Regions from separate parts of the Mus musculus genome. Here region 2 is linked to region 1. The links are chromatin contacts, called in public HiChIP or PLAC-seq maps. All regions are on one chromosome and are shown on one strand. Each heading gives the region's core, a stretch centred on a gene start, on an enhancer-like site or on the middle of the called end of the contact. The rest is flanking DNA. Distances are from core to core; before and after follow the strand shown.

Region 1 (3,496 bases), core at 748-3,247:
ACTCTGTAGACCAGGCTGGCCTCGAACTCAGAAATCTGCCTGCCTCTGCCTCCCAAGTGCTGGGATTAAAGGCCCATGCCCAGCTTCATTGTGAACTTTTAAGAACAAAAACCATGTTCTGGGTTGACATACTTCAGTTAACATGAACAGTTAGCCAGAAGTGGGACTACAGAAGCTAAAAAACAAAGTTAGGACATTTAGAGACTTTCCCAGAACTGTGGACTTTGATGGAGTAGGTATTTGGCAGGTGCTCCTATCTAAATGATAAAGTTTAACAGTCCAAACTGTCATGGAGTCAGTTGTGCTAAGGTCTGGGGCCTTATTCTAAACACTCTGCCTCATTCTAAAGTGGTGCAAAAACTAGCTTTAAAGAGTAACTTTTGGACACCATTGCATATACTAGTAAGATTTTGCTGAAAGGACCCTGATATAGCTGTCTCTTGTGAGACTATGCCGGGGCCTAGCAAACACAGAAGTGGATTCTCATAGTCAGCTATTGGATGGATCACAGCGCCCCCAATGGAGGAGCTAGAGAAAGTAACCAAGGAGCTAAAGGGAACTGCAACCCTGTAGGTGCAACAACATTATGAACTAACCAGTACCCCAGAGCTCATGTCTCTAGCTGCATATGTATCAAAAGATGGCCTAGTCGGCCATCACTGGAAAGAGAGGCCCATTGGACTTGCAAACTTTATATGCCCCAGTACAGGGGAACGCCAAGGCCAAAAAGTGGGAGTGGGTGGGTAGGGGAGTGGAGGGGTGGGTATGGGGGACTTTTGGGATAGCATTGGAAATGTAAATGAGGAAAATACCTAATAAAAATTTTTTTAAAAATCCTGAATAATAAAGTAACTGCTGGAATATCACTAAAAAAAAAAAAAAAAAAAAAAAAAAAAAAGAGTAGCTTTTGGGGTTAGAGAGGTAGTTTAGAGTACTCGTTGCTCTTGCAGAGGACCTGAGTTTCATTCTCAGCACCCACATGGTGGCTCACAAACATCTGTCATTCCAGTCCCGGAGGATCTGACACCCTTTTCTGATCTTCTCAGGTACCAGCCATGCATGTGGTAAATATACATACATACACACAGGGAAAACACTCATACACATGAAATGAAATATTTTTTTAAAAAGTAGCTTTCAACAAAAGGCAGAGTTTTGGTCACCATAATGAGGGGTACTGCTGATAGGCAGGCAAATAATGTCAAGGATGCTAAACAGCTACACCCCAGCCTCTTTTTAAAAAAATGATGGTAGGTAAATGATTTCCAAAAAGCTCTTTACAAGAATCTGGACAAAAATTTAGTTTTAAATGTGTGTGCATGCATGTGTATAGATATATGAACACAATGCTCTGGTGCAGATACACATGCCTGCACAATGTTCTGGTATGTCCATGTATAAGTAAGAGCATACACAATGCTCTGGTATGTGTGTGTATAGACATGTACACACACACACATACAGAAAACTCTTTGGAAATGTACACACATATATAAAAACTACTGGGGGTATAAACATAAGTAAACACAATGTTCTAGGGTGTGTGTACACACGCATACACAATGCTCCTGGAAGAGTATACACATGTAAACGCAATGCTCTGGGGCCTGTGTACACATGAGCACACACAATGTCCTTGTGGGTGTATACATACACAATACTCTGGGTGGAGTCTACACGTGCATACACAATGCTCTGCATTCCTTCTTGCCTGCCTGGAACTTCCAATAAGGGCAGCGTTTTCTACCGGCAAAGAACCTCGATTCCTCAGAAACCTGCCTCCCCGTTACAATCCAGATTCTAGGAAAGCACAGCCTTCGCCTGCCCAGATCCACACATCCTACTCCGCGCCCAGCGCTCGGCGCCAGAATGTTTCCAAACGTCTTCAGCTGGGTCACCGCTGCACCTAGTTCACTCGCGCGTAGACTCAAAACTGTCCAAGTTTCCGGGGCCACTCTGATCAGCCAGCCGCCTAGGCGGCCTGCGCAGGCGCACCAAAGACCACGCCCCAGTGACGTCACGCGGCGGTTACCGCGCTTGGCGCTCGCGATTTAAAACTTACTCCGGAGACGTGGAGAGCAAGATGAGAATTCCGCGCTCAGGTGAGCTCGAGTGGGTCCAGGCGCGGCTGGCAGGATCAGGACCGAAGGGTGCTCGCGTGGGCAGGTCCAGAAGGGACGAATGTGTTCGGCGGGGTTCGGCCGGGGGCTCCGGCGGGGGAGGGGAAGAGAGTGCAAGGGAAAGCGGGGCGCTGGGCCAATCAGGACGCAGCTGCCAGTGGCGGCTGGGCTCTAATACTCCCCGCGCCCTGGTTCTAACGGAGGATAAAGTGGGTTTTTTTTGTTTTTTGTTTTTTCTGGACTGGACGTTGTGTGGGGAGCTGTGGAAGCAAAGTGTCGACCGCTCTGTGTTGAGCATTCGTGCCTGTGTTTTGGAACTGATTCTAAAGTCTTGAGGGCTTCCTTTGGGACAGACCTTCGGTCAGACGCCGAGATTCGCAACCGAAGAAGCCTGGGCACTTGAGATGGAGACTGGAGGATTAGAAGTTCAAGGTTGTCCTCAGCTATAGCGACTTCGAGGCTAGCCTGGATTACAGGAGACCCACTCTGAAAGGGGGCGGGGGGTGGGGAACGAAACAGATAAATACCTTTTCCTCTTGGAGCTTGTGTCAAGTTGAGGTAGTATGGCAAATATTTGACAGATAAAACCTAGTGCTATAACTCCTGTCCGTTATGGACTCGAGATTTTTAAGCAAACATTGAGAAGAACTTTATGGGCTGAGCATCCTGTACAAGAGAAGAGCTAGGAAGGAACCTGGACTAGTCTAGGAATTAACTACACCGTAGGTTCTCAACCTTTGGGTGGCAGCCCCCATGGGGAGGTGTCAAATGACCTTTACACGGGGTTCGCCTAAGATCGTCAGAAAACACAGATATTTACATTATGATTCATAACCACTAAATTTACAGTTATAAAGTAGCAATGGAAAATAATTTTATGGTTGGGGGTCACCACAACATGAGGAACTGTGTCAGAGGGTCACAGCATTGGGAAGGTTGAGAAACTCTGAGCTAGACCGTCATAACTAAGCTTAGTGAGACTGACCACCTGGTAGACCTAAGTCATAGTTTTGGAATAATAGTTTCAGTTTGGATTTGTTGCCTGTGACTTCTGGAGAGGCGCTCAGGTGAAGGGGTTCGTATCTACTGGGCGAGTTTGACCGAGGTCCATAGGCTGGGAGGTAGATTTGTTTTTCTTCATCATGGAGATGATAAAGCCATGGGTACCGGTGAGATCACTAGACAGACCTTGCAGAGAATACATTCAGGACCTGCACCAGTTGTCCGGGTGTGGGGAGGAAATAACTCAGGTTATGGGTACCACAGGGCCTAGAGCAGCTCAAGAAGAAAAAGATGAGTCCCGAAGTGGGCACTTCAGGCTGAGAACCGAAGCAGAGCAGAGGAGCTGAGGAACGTGCTCTTGACTTCAGTAACAA
Region 2 (3,496 bases), core at 645-3,144, 430 kb after region 1:
GGAACTGTTTAGTAAAGATGTTTGCAGAACCACCAAAAAAAAAAAAAAAAAAAAAAAAAAAAGAAAGAAAATCAGGATGCTAAGTATATAATGAATAAAATTTGATGTGTTGGCTTTACATTACAACTGGTTTACAAAGCCATCTGGATTCGGTTCCATTCTTATCAACAAAAGATCAGGATGATTAATAAGGCTCAAGTAAATAAATCAACAAGTTAAAGAATAAAAAGAAAACCTTAAATATTTTTGTTAGTTTATCTTATCCATTGTTATCTCAAAAACTACAAGTCACAAGCTATTCATTATTCATTCCTCACAGGCTTACATTACTACTGCAAGATCCGTGCAATGCCCAATATCTGGGCAAAAGAGCAGGAATATACATTTTAGGATCAACAGTGATACAGTGGCATAATTAAGTTATATACTAATTCATATTCTTAAATAAGCATACATACAGCCAACAGCACCTTAATTAGGCCAGTGCTCTATAGATGAGAAACTACCTAAATCCAACATGATTGACTTTCACCAGGGAGTCTTAAACAGAAAGAGTGAAATACTAAAAAAAAAGCAGATATCTTTAAAACAGAAACAAAAACCAAAAACTACCACCACCAACAATACACCGAGCCTGGCAGTGGTGGGCAGCACTCGGGAGGCAAAGGCAGGCAGAACTTTGAGATCAAGGGCAATCGTGGTTTAGAGTGAGTTCCATAATAGCTATGGCTGCACAGACAAACTGTCTCGAGAAAAAAAAGAAAGAAAGTAAGAAAAAAAGAAAGAGAATAAAGCCACCAAAACCAAAAAATAACACATGGAATTTTTAATGAAGTAGGATAATATACACAACTAAGAATACTCTAAGATTTAAAAAGAATACCCTTGCCAGGAGTGGTGCTTGATGCAGTTTTATCCATCTCTGGAGCCAAGGGAGGAAGGTTTCAGTGAGTTTGAGACAAGTCCTGTTTACATAGTAAGACCTTGTGGGTGGTGGCGGGGAACAACCAAGAATTACACCCTTTAGCTAGGCATCGTTTTGATCCGAAACCCTAGAGCTTTTTAATAAATATGAAACTCCTTAGATTCTGCAACACCTCTGTGAGTCACGTAAATATTTCTTGAATGACTGACTCAAGGTCATAGGCAGAAAGCAAGAACAAAACATAGGAACAGGGTCTGCAGCTTTGTGGGTAAAGGAATATCATTGTGATTTGGGGTTGACAACTCTCTCGGTACATCAGATGTGAAGGGAACTTGTCAGTGCCACAAGTCTACAAACGAAGAAACATTTTTAAGAAAAGAAAATGCCCTCTTTGAAGAAGTTTTAAGTGTGGTGAGTTTACTTAACTCAATTTTTGTACTTCACTGAAAACATGCGTGACCCGGGTAAAGGGGAATAGGGAAAACATGACAAATGGTCGTATTAAGGCCTGGGGTTGTAGGTAGCACAAAATGAGAAAAAAGGAAGCAAAAGGAAGGAGTCCAAAGTTGGGTCTAGTGTCCAACAGAAAGGAGAACTGGTCAAGGCCACCCTCTGAGACCGGCAAACTACATCAAACTCGCTGGGCACCGTAGGAGGGGGACGGGAGCGACCAAGAGTCGGGCCCTCCCTGGACCAGCCAGTTGTCTGGGGTTGTCCCACCCCTCCGCGGACAGGGCTCGTCTCCCGGATGACCAGCAGCTGGAGGACGCCTTCCCCAGGAACCGGGGCCGGAGCCAGGCCGCACTCACCGCAGCGCCCGCGCTCCGCTAACACCGGCCTCCTCGCCTGACGCCCATCGCCCACCACCAGAAGGAGAACGAGCCTTCGCTCTCAGACGCACGGCAGCGCAGCTCATCCCCTCTTCCCGATTCGCATTGCGTGGCGACGGGTCGCGTCTCGAAACGTCACGGCGAGGGCGGAGCTTCCAGTGAACCCTGTAACTCCGCCTTTCTGTCCCGTAGGGAGGGACATCAGGGCGGCCCTCTCCGGAAGGGTGAGCGCCGAACCGGCCTGAGCATGCGTCGGAAGGACAGTTTGAGCTGGTGCGGGACGGAAGCGCGCGTGCTGCGCTTCCGGTGTCCTCGCGCGTCTCTTTTCCGGGTGGAAGTCAGTTCAGATTGTGTCACATTGTGACTTGGAGCTGTCCACGGAGGAATCGAGGATATTTTGGCGCCTCTCAATAGTGCATTTTTCCCGTCAGATCGGACATTAGGGGGAAAATACGGGGAGAGGATTGATACCTTCTAAAACTTGGGAATAAACATTCTCCAAAGCCAAGCCTCTGGTTAAAGAACAGACGTGTTTGGAAAACACATTGCACAAACACCGTCAACATTTCCAAAAGGACCAGTCTTACAAAGCTGGGGTTTGAACTCTTTGGAGAGTTGTCTTGTGGAGAAAAGATGGGCTACTCGTGGACATAAAAATTGCTTAAGAGTGGAGTTGTTTTCCCTGGTCACTAAATCCGTTGGGACAGTCCAACTTTTTAATGCATGTCAAATCTAAAAGCACAGCTCTACTAAGTATATAAAATGAAAATACTTAGCAGATAGGCTGCCATTAAACGTTAAAGAGTAGTAAGCATCCAGTCTACCAACCTTTAAAATAAACCTTAGTTTCGTTTCCATTACAATTAGCTACATGCAAAGGTATTCTTGTGCTGGGCGGTGGTGGCACACGCCTTTAGTCCCAGCACTTGGGAGGCAGAGACAGACGGATTTCTGAGTTCGAGGCCAGCCTGGTCTACAGAGTGAGTTCCAGGACAGCCAGGGCTACACAGAGAAACCCTGTCTCGAAAAACCAAACCAACCAAACAAACAAAATCTTGCATTTCTCCTTTAAAAAATCAACACTAAATTATATACTATTTGTTCTCCCTAGACAAGTAAAGACTGGTGTGATTTGATACCGTGCAATGCTGGGAACTACTGGATAAAAGCCTCAAATGTTTTTTTTTTCCCCCTCATAATTAAGGAAGAAATTGTTTTTTTGAGGATGGATTATTTTAGGAAAATGTTTTTTCTCTGCTCAGCTTTGTGGAATTGAGTAAGGAAAGAAAAACTTAGAGCTGAATGTGAGAATAAGTATAAAACACATGGAGAACATTTTGGGGTGCTCTGACAATTGGAAGGAGGTAGGACTGAAAGGAAGAGAGACATCATTGGAGTGTATCAGTGAAAATTTTCTCTGAGCCCAACAAGATGCGTGAAGTCCTTACCAGGTAAACTTGGCAATCTGAGTTTGATTCCTGGAAAACACACACACACACACACACTCACGCACACACATGAGTTGTATACACACATGTGAGTTGTCCACACACACACACACACACACTCATGCACACTCACTCACACACGTGAGTTGTCCACACACACACATACTCACACACACGTGAGTTGTATACACACACACACACACACACACACACGAGTTGTCTTTTGATCTCCATGTGCTTCCCCTCCCAGAGAACAATATTTTTTTTTAATCTCTGAAGATGAGGTCCCAGAA

Evidence for each region. HiChIP or PLAC-seq counts read pairs in DNA pulled down with a chosen protein or histone mark.
Region 2: a contact with region 1 is called in an H3K4me3 HiChIP or PLAC-seq map of craniofacial prominence, with 5 times the contacts expected there. The contact joins the promoter of Usp8 here to the promoter of Ncaph in region 1. A contact is called at or near these places in 6 of 39 promoter capture datasets (cranial neural crest, embryonic stem cells, liver and 2 more) and 7 of 115 datasets of contacts at active chromatin or transcription factors (the SCID.adh cell line, craniofacial prominence, effector CD8 T cells and 3 more).

What each region holds. Positions count from the first base shown.
Region 1 is chr2:127,132,455-127,135,950 of GRCm38.p6, reverse strand. It overlaps Ncaph (non-SMC condensin I complex, subunit H), which reads left to right and starts at 1,997. Exons shown (of 18, transcript NM_144818.3): 1 at 1,997-2,102. The coding sequence starts at 2,084. Gm35347 (a long non-coding RNA gene) reads right to left here and starts at 1,998. Exons shown (of 3, transcript XR_374955.4): 1 at 1,655-1,998.
Region 2 is chr2:126,705,726-126,709,221 of GRCm38.p6, reverse strand. Usp8 (ubiquitin specific peptidase 8) reads right to left here and starts at 1,894. Exons shown (of 19, transcript NM_019729.3): 1 at 1,735-1,894. It also overlaps the pseudogene Gm10774.